Linked DNA regions of Anas platyrhynchos: region 1 is linked to region 2. A link is a contact called in public Hi-C data. All regions are on one chromosome and are shown on one strand. The core of a region is the stretch at or near the end of the contact, and the rest is flanking DNA. Distances in the headings are between cores, read along the strand shown.

Region 1 (4,678 bases), core at 1,711-4,210, 240 kb after region 2:
TATGCTGTACTGTTCAGCACACTTCTCATTGAGCCATAAGGCATACACTTCAGCAGCATAAGATAGGATGTTGGCAGTCATGTTCCCATTGCTTTTATATGAAGTAAAACAATTGGCTCTGGATGCTTTATTTTTCCCTCTGCCCACATCCAGTGTGTGGCATACAATGGGAGAGTTAAGCTTGGATCTGTGGACACAGACTCCTGGGTTTGACATTGGCTATTCTTCCACATGCACTTATCTAATAAATCACACACCAAAAATAAATGAGCACAAAGCAATACAAATCAAGATAACATGCGAAGGGTTTTCTGAACAGTTTACTTAGAAAGCTGGTTCACTGGATTGTAAATGATGACCTGGGTACTGCTGATGTGCATGTGGATTTCTATGACCTGTTTCATGAGATGGGATAAAGTGCAGTCTGTGCTGGGTTGTACAGTTCTGAGGGCATCTTTGGGGTCTACTACTTAGAGTTTGAAGAGTCCGTGGGATCAGTGCTACTTGAATGCCTGCAAATGGTATCCGTAAGACTGAACAACAGCTATACAGAAAAAGGAAGTTTCTAACTGGACTATGTCAGTGTCAGGTCCACACTAATGATTTAGTTCATAGCAATGCTGAAGCTTTTGAAAGGAACACCCTGATCACTCCCTCCTATCGTGACCAGTAGAGGTGGATTTGCAGAGCAATTTTGACATACTGCAGTTGTTTGCAGAAAACTAAATTGGATGTCCTGCTTCTGGGGCGCATCAAGAGTGTTGCAAACCCCAATGGTGATAGGAGGATTGGTCTTTCACAAAGATTCAACCCAGCAGTGCATGGTGAATGCATGGTCTAGAAGACCAGACTAAATTGCTGATAGAGGGGCCAAAGCACCAAATGTTTTGATAAAATAATTGCTTTCTAATGTAGGCATGGTCTAGATCCGTTGTCATGTACACCATTACATTTAAGAGGCAAGAATGTTTCCTAAATTGAGTAAATTAATTGCAAAACAGTGTCATGCCATCTGCATGCCTTTTGGGCCCTGAACAAGTAAGTACACAGCTCACCTGCAAAGCTGTTACCTGTTCTGCATTGCAGTGTCCTCTGTTTTCATAAGAACACACATTGGTGTGTTCTTATTTTTATAAGAATGATGAAATAAAGCTCTGCAATGGGAGGGAAATTTAAAGTAATAATGAGCTCTTAAAATCTTCGGTTGTTTGTTGTCTATTATGTTTTTCTTGCTGTGGATTTCATCTCTTCCTCCTGTGACAAACAAGTGCATATGATTAAAGGAGTTATTAAGCTGCATGTAGAGAAATGATGATAGGCCACACAGATTTGTGTACAGAGTGTGTACAAAGAAGCTAGTACGTTTTTATTCCAATTCTCATGTAATTTGTTTTTCTTTTGAAGTAGTTTCAATACTGTAGCAAAATGGCCTTCTTTGTTATAAAAAAAAAAATACCCAAACATCAAGTACTTTAAAGATAATGCATTTGAAGTATGATTTTTAATGGCAGTTGTGAGAAACTGGGTGTATGGAAATTTTTGGAGGTTGTTTTGTGTTTTTTTTTTTCTCCTCTTTGAAATATCCAAGAAAACAGAATCAAAATAAGATTTCTAGAAATTTCTAGTTACCTAATGATCAAGAAAATCCTCCTCTAATCCTTTATCTGTATTACTAGACGCTTGAGATATTTTCAAAAATTTGACTTCAAAGTGCCTAATTTTACTTTGGTCTTATAGAAAAAGTGCTGCTTCTCTACAGGACTCTGAGAAAATACAGAGACATTACTGGGGAATATAACAAAATTGAGGTGGCTGGTGCTGGTTCCTCATGGCCCACTGTTCATATGCAGAGTTCCTGCATGCTGGTTTATTCCATCATCGTCATGATGCTGGACAATGCATCAGACGCAAAACACCTACCTGGAATAAATGATGACAGGAAGGCCCAGGAGTTCTCTGTCTTCTGCTAATGGCCCTGCTGAGCAGTCACATTCCTGCTTAGAAGAAACGGCTAAGCAGTAGATACAGTTGGTCACGGTCTTCTCAGCTATCCCTGAGATTGTTTTCAAATGATCTCAGTGTTAAATCATGGTTTTGGCAGCAGCAAAATAAGTAATAAAGCTTGAGTGATGAGGACGTGAGGAGAGTTAAATACAAACCTGAAGGCTGGGCATGTTTATGTCAGATACGAAGCTTATGGTTTTATAATACAGCATTACCTCACTTTATTCAGTTGAATAATAATCTCAGATACTGCAGTTCGTGCTTGCTCTAGACGGTGTTGAAACCTGAGATGTCACCAAGTAGTTGTAAAAATGCAAGTATTTGAGTCCCTAGACCATCTGGGGGAACTCTGGACTGTAACAGTGCCTGTCCCTGTCAGGCTAGAGTGAAGCCACGCGTGCCTGTAAAGTGATCCAGGGAGCTGAGGCAGGATGAGTGTGGCATTGAAAACTCGTTAGCTTTCTCATGCTGAAATTTCTCTGGACTCTATATCCAGATTTAATTTAGAGGATGTAATTTCTTAGCAGTGGCGGAGGAGAAGAGGCACAGGGACTCAACTTACCAGGGCCAATCTTTAATAATTCAAAAAAGGAGAATAATTATTTTGGGCAAAATATTTAACAGCCCTAAATCCTGTGTGGGTTGTATATACAGGTATAAGAATTGGAAAGTAAAACTGAAGCCCGAGGGAGGATCAAGTAATTAGACACTGGTATTTGTGCCTACAGATGAATATTGAGCTTACTAAATATTTTAACCACTTCCTCTGAAAATGATGGAGTTTGGTACTACTCACAGCATTGAGTCAGCACTGTGAATAGCATGCTGTAATAATGCAAGGCCTTCATGAGCTGTCTCTCTCCAGACCAATTTGTTCTTTATAAGGCTGGATTAGGACAGGCTGCAAGGGAGGAGCAGCTCCTGGCTTCGAATTCTTCAGGGGCGTGTGGAGACGGCAGTTCCCTGCAGTTGTCTGTTGAGGACCAACATGCTAGCTTGGTATATTGGACTTGGAAGGAAGGTAAATTGTTAGTTGGCTGAGCTTAACAAGATGAAATGAGGGAACAATTAAAGAAATGGGAGTTTACACTTTGAATATAATTGTTAGGGTGTAGCTTTTTGGAACTTCCTCCTACTTTTAAAAAGATGGGAGTTTCCTTCTCATTTATTCAAACATTTCCTGAATGGGTGCCTGAAATACAGTTGGTCTTTTTGTTGCTTTTTTAAAATTTATTTTTTTCTCAGCTGTGACTAACCTGGCTTAATATCAGCTATAAACTTTGAGCCACAGGTGAAAAATGGGCTAAAACAGACAATTCAGCTGGTATCCTGCTTTCTGTGTGTGGCACTGATGTGAATTTAGGGCTTGGACCAGTTTCAGGTGGGAGGGGATGTTTGTTTCTCTTCCCACAGTCTACAAAATGGCCTTTGAGACTTTGTAATCCAGTTAGAATTCATGTAAGCTTCTTGAAAGAAGTCAGTCTGTGTTAATGCCAATGCATGCCAATTGCTGTGAATATTTCTTTTGTCAAATTTGGTTGTTCTACCTCCCATTTCTTTTCTTCACTGCTTGTTTTTGCAGTGGAGTTTATCCCTGAGATAAAGTTGGCTCTTCTGTGGATCTTGAGGTAACGAGAAGTGTTGGTCTTCTCATGTGGCACACTGGATGAGTTTTCCCTTACCAGGTTGCAGCAGGAGGTCCTGTTCTAGTGAAAAGTGCTGTGCTTCAGCTCAGGGTGAAGGAGAGGTGACCAGAGGAACTAAGAGGCTTGCTTGGTTCCAGCAACATCTTGGGTGACTCCAAAGCACATATACACAGCCAGGAGTCTGGAGCTATGGTACTTTGGTCATGCTTTTTTCTCCAGGAGTGAAATAATTCTGCTTAACATGAGTGACTGAGCGGTCACTGCAGTGAGCAGGAAATAGTCAGAGGTGTGAGCCCTACTGTACAGTAGGGAAGTTTAGATATGGATTCATACTCCATAGCTAGGAGATATTCATGTCACTTTAGACAAAACTGAAGAGGAATTGGGATTTGGGTCAGGAGAGAGAACTTTGGAAAGCAGCAATGGCAAATCACTGGGATCTCATACTGTGCAGTGCAGATTCATAGCGAATGTTTCATTCTGTCTTTGGGCTGCAAACACAGAGGCAAACTCTGAGGGCATGCATAGCACTGGAGGGTAGTGCTTTTTGTAGAAACTTTCTGTCTGGCCTGCACATGAGGAAAATAATTGCAAAGAAAATAATTAAATGTGGATAAAAGTAAAGATTCAAATATTAATCCCTCCCATTAAAATCTTGTATTGAAAAAAAAAAAAAGAGTATGGAGTTGAGAAGTTCAGGCTGAATACTCGAGTACTCCCTGTTGAAATTCGGGATGACTTCTGAGAAGTGTTGCAGGAATACCGGCACTGGAATGTTTTACAGTAGATGACAGAATGTAGTTGAGAACTAATCCGCAAGGATGACCTGAGACCCTACTGTCTTTAAATTTCAGAATTATTTTTTAAAGTGTTACTGCCATCTAGTGGCTCTTGGGGGAAGAGCTTCTTTTAGAGTTTCTTTGAAAGTTGTTCACTCTGAGTCATGACTGTACAAGTACTTTCTCTTTCCCCTCTGCCATCCTTGTGCATTTGCACTCTATCCCTCTCTCTCAGACTTTAAGGTTCCC
Region 2 (5,141 bases), core at 1,241-3,740:
GACTATCAGGAAACCAGCATTCTGGTTCAGGGCATGCTGACAGACTCCCTTACACAACTCAGTACCTCAGCCTAGGAGAGGAGAATAGTAACTTAGTAATTGATTATTATTCCCCCCCCCACATTTTGTTTGTCTTCTACTAAAATGTCAGGAACTGGGCAAAACTAGAGACAGAATGTTGCTCCAGATGGATCAGTGATCCAATGTGCTACAGCAAGTTCAGAAATCCCAGGATCGTGTTTGTTACAACATTACTAAATAGTGGGAAGTGGTTGGAATATATATATGTGAGCAGCTGACTTTTTTTTCATCACTGATCTGGAAAACAATTATTAAAGAAATTAGATGTACACTAAGTCCTTAAAGTCTTTGCTTTTTTTTTTTTTTCTTTTTTCCTTTTTCTTTTTTTTTTTTTTTTTTTTTATCCAGTGAGATAATGTTTTTTGGTGAGTTCAGACATTAAAATTTTCAATTTGCTGAAAGAAAACATGACTGATCATTGGGCATTTACTTTTTTATTATTGTTATTTTTAAAAAAATGGAAATGTTTTGTTTCAGAAACATCACATAAACAATTCAGCAAGAAGTCACAGAATTATTTGATCTATCTCAATCTACATTTTATTATGGGAGAATTTGACCAACTAGCTTGCACAGCTCCAGTTTGGATAGATTTTCTCTCTTAGGAATAGGGTGTTCTCCTTTCCTGTACCATCAAGGGAAAACACCAATACTCAAGTTTTCCTGTTCACTCTCTGTTAATCCCATACATATGACAGCATCCTCCATCTTTTTCTTTCCTTCCCTTCTAGATGTTTTCTCTTTTTCATGCATTCTTAATTGTTATTGTTATTTCTCCTGTTTTTTCTTTCCTTTCAACCAGTGATCCTGTTGTTCATTTGCCAGGCTCGATACCATCCTAAAAGCCTTCACAACTAAGCTACTCCTGTGGTCAGCTGTAAAAGAAGCGTCAGCAGGAGGAGGAAGTTATACAGGTCTGGGATCTGTTCATTTCTCTATTGACCAACACAAGGCAGGAGATTCCATTAGGACCCCTGCCCTCATTTACTCCCTCTCTCCATCCTTCAATCACTGACACCTTTCAGCTTTGGAAAAATTGCATTCACCTGCACAGTGGAAATGCTCTCCCACATCCTTGGCATCTCACTAGCTCAGATGCTCCCATGGTCCCCCTAACCTCAGAACAAAAATCACAGCTCTGCTAACGTGTTGCTGTAACTCTCTGCTCAGTTCATTTCCCTTCTCATTCTTCGTGATGGAATCACCGCCTATCTGAAGCGTGGACTCTGAGCTCCCAAGGATTTTCCTTGCTTTCTGAAAAATGCCCAGACAGATATCTGAGTCCCCAGCATACATCAATGACAAGAAATCTGGGCAAATGCTGGCATCTTTTAATAACCAGAGGATGTGTCAGAGTGAAGATTAAGTACGTACTCAGCACTGAGTGGCTGCTCAGCCAATGTCAAAGCAAGTGAGTTCCACTTCGGCTGGCAAAGATGTACAAAGATACCACACATACAAAGTCCAGCAGAAAGGTCTTGCTGCTCTTTGTCAACCCCATAAAATAAAAGTGCTGCATAACATAAATCAGAAGGAATTCAAAATGTCTCTGTCTCAAGCTGCTAATAAAAGCTCCAATTCAGTTCAGCATTCTGTGCCAGCGCCAAACATGGCAAACCACCAAGAAAAAAGGAGATGAAATCTGCTCTCCTTCAAAACCTTTTACACTTGGGTCATTTTATTTGATTCTTATTCTATAGCCTCATCACCGTATTCCCTCAACTGGCCTTATTTTGCCTGCATATCTGAAAGGTAGGCAGTAAGTTCCCATTCCTCAGAAAGACTTAACTTCATTTCTGCTAAGCTCTGTGCTGAGTTCATCTCCCCCCTCCTAGCTACAGTGCTGACTTCAGTTGAACGTGGTGAACTCAGCTCAGTTTTTTCATACAACTCCTCCCCCCTCCCTCAACCATGAAATTTTCTCACTGACTTTAACTTGTTTTGGCTGGGCTATAAACAAATTATTCAAATCATTTGAAAAACCACTATCATAAAAGCTTTTCCATTCATCATGCTAAACTGATCTGTTTGGGCATAATTGAACCATTATGTCTTATACGAGGGAAGCGTTGCTTGGGTCTTCCTATATGCAATTTCTTCCTCAGAATATTTGCCCTTAAACAGGTTAATTGTTTTCCTCTGCCCACATTGAGTCTGTCAGGAAGGTAAATTCACGGCTAACCTTAACACACATTTTCCCAGGAAAGAGAGTAATTTATCACTGCACAAACTATAGCAGATCTAGGAGACATTAATAGTTTGCCAGCCAAGTGACCTACATATGGCAGGGTAAAGCTACAATCAGCACAAGAAATCTTATATACACAAAAGAAGCATGACTCCATCTGGTTCGAGTTGCCATCTTGCTTTTATCTCCTTTTGCTGATAGTTTTGACTGTAGCTTTGACTGAGCATCTCTTTATGTCAGCTCCTAACAAGCGAGCGATTGTGTGCAGCACCACAGCGTTCTCACACTGTTATGATTATGTGCTGCTGGGAAGGTCGGAAAACCACTAAGGGTGTGTAAACAGCAATAAATTAGTTCCACCTTCCATAAGTGGTAAGCGTAAAAGGAATAGTGCAAGCGTGCACCATTGTGCCACCCTACTCTTAAAAAAACAGTACAGCCTTACAGGTCTTTTTGCACATCCAGCATGCCAATAACCAACGTTCTTTTCATGTATCAACTATCACACAAAACTATAAGCTTCTTTATTTGCATGAGGCACAGTAACACTTCAAACTGCATTTACCTCTAATGTGCTGGTTTGGACCTCTTGTCCCTAAGTAGCACTCCCAGTCTCAACCCTCACCAGGTGGCACTATTGCCCAATATTCCAAGCATTTTTCCCAGTGTGAGCAAATGTTCCCTCTCTGGAAGACATGCTGACAGTACAAGTGCTGATTATATTTTTCTTAGATAAAGTTTTGTCGTGTCAAAGGCAGGAAAGTTTGATCTCTGCTTTGTTCTTTGATGGATATCAGTCCTTTTACAAGAACTTACTCTCTGGCAGTGGTGTTCTGTAGAAGGGGTCACCAATCTGCCATCTGTGACTGCTTCTGTTCCAGCACCGATGCACATAACAAAACAAGTTGCATTTAGAATACATTCACACTGTGGCTCTGACTTCTCCTCCACGGGGAATTCAACCCACAAAGTTCCAGAGATGTCTACTACCATTCAACAAAAGAAAAACACTGTTCTGAGTCAAGAGTAAGATTTAACTAGTCTGGAATTTCAACTAGACAAATATGACTTGGATGTAACCTGTACAACTGTGCCCACATCGAAAACCATACACAAGTTAACAAGTTAGACACACAGAGCTCACTTGGAAGTTCCAAGTTCATTTTTCTTAGTTCTATATGGGGACAGTGAGAATTGACGCTAGGTTTGTGTACATGCCAGTCACTGTACTTCGGTGATCACTGCTGGTCGCTCAAAACCATGCTGTTAGAGACCCCTCCACTGGCAAGGCAAGGAAACACTGCTGCTTTTAAAGAAGACAAATGAACTTTATTGCGTGTATTTGTTTTAAAGACATCCTGTTCTATGATTCTGTCTCAAATAACACTAATGTGGCAATGCCCCTGTAAGCTGTGCAGCAGCTATCAACAACTACTACACAACTGCCTTTTCCATACAAGGAAGGAAATAATCTGTGTAACACAAGTCCAGACAATTCCCTGCAATTGCAGAGCCGAACTAAGAAACCTTACTAGCTCCTCCTGTTCAAGAAACACAGGGTGCACAACGGTCACCACTGGAGAGCAAGAATCTCCCATCAGGTCTGTCAGAGAAGTGAGTTGCCAGATTATTTCTCTGTTTTTTAAGAAATGTTTACTATGCTGTGTCTGCTGTTGACCATTTACTTTAACTTTTGAAACAGCAGGTGGGATTGATGTTGCCCGTGGAAAAGGATCAAGGCACTTTTTAAAAAATTGTGTGCATGGATAGCTGCAGTAGTCATGTTCTCACACAGCTGGTCAGATGGAAGCCTGAATTTCTATGCAAAAACACACATGTATCAGTCTTGTGTACCAGGACCCTTAGATTTCCCTTAAGGTAAAAGAGAACTACCTTCAGTAGTTTATACATCAGGCAATCTATTCAATGTCTATCAAACACTTCAAGCTGAATGTTAGAAAGAAACCCAAGACTGTTGTCCAAACAGCAAAGCACAAAGCAAACTCCTACAACTTTTTTTTCTGCTGCCTTCCTTACTTCTCCATCCATCACCTTCACACCTTCGTACGTCCCCTGCCTATTCATCAGTGAACAGTGTATAAAAATACAGATACTTAACACCATTAAGCACTGAGCATTGCGTAGTTTCCTGGCATTTTCTGATTACCATAGGAGTATCAGTAAGCAGGCCAACTGTTAATGAAGCCACTTGTCTTTGTGAATCAGAAATTCAAAAGTCACAGTAGTGACCTACAAAATAAATAAACCTACTCATTTATTGCAACATAGACTGGCTTGTACTTGTATACAAAACTTCCAAAGCAAATCGTAAGTTCTGCAGGACATGTGCTTGCACTCACACATTTCCTTCTCTCAAAAGCCACTCTGAAGTGGGGATCCTAGGGGCCAAATGCATGAACTGGAAGATGGTTTGCTACCTAACTTTTGAACCAAGTGCATTAAACATGCAGACTATATTCATCCTCCCCAGCAGCAGTTACCCATCAGGGACTCATTTGGTTCATTATGTGTTGTGACCTTCCAGTAATCTGATTCTGTCAATTGTTTCTGAATACGAACTATGTAACCATCATAGAGCAGCTGATGGTCAGAGTATGCTGAAAGCCTGATTACACCACTGCTTCTTTACTTTTCTCATTTTGATAATCCTTTTGATACACTACTTTAGCTTTACACTTCATCTTCAAGCAAAATTTAGAGTTGTACTACTTGCTGAGATGTAATAAAACTAGCTTTTGTATAGCAATATATAAACCCTGCAATAGTATTCTATTACACAGAACTGAATGTTATTGGAACAATGACTGTTGCTAGCCTGTTATCCCAAATGTGAGAGAGCATGTGAAAGCAA

Evidence for each region. A called contact is a pair of places that touch in the nucleus more often than the background predicts.
Region 1: a contact with region 2 is called in a Hi-C map of liver, with 6 times the contacts expected there. The contact joins two enhancer-like sites. A contact is called at or near these places in 2 of 8 Hi-C or Micro-C datasets (liver and subcutaneous adipose tissue).

What each region holds. Positions count from the first base shown.
Region 1 is chr21:3,937,586-3,942,263 of IASCAAS_PekinDuck_T2T, forward strand. The region is part of intron 15 of SULF2 (sulfatase 2); the gene reads left to right. Among named protein-coding and RNA genes, the nearest start is that of NCOA3, 99 kb to the right of the region's middle. Within about 2 kb of position 2,961, at least 3 of the 8 cell types and tissues checked have an H3K27ac peak or open chromatin away from gene starts, as enhancers often do.
Region 2 is chr21:3,698,236-3,703,376 of IASCAAS_PekinDuck_T2T, forward strand. The region is part of intron 2 of LOC139999238 (a long non-coding RNA gene); the gene reads right to left. Among named protein-coding and RNA genes, the nearest start is that of SULF2, 89 kb to the right of the region's middle. Within about 2 kb of position 2,491, at least 1 of the 8 cell types and tissues checked has an H3K27ac peak or open chromatin away from gene starts, as enhancers often do.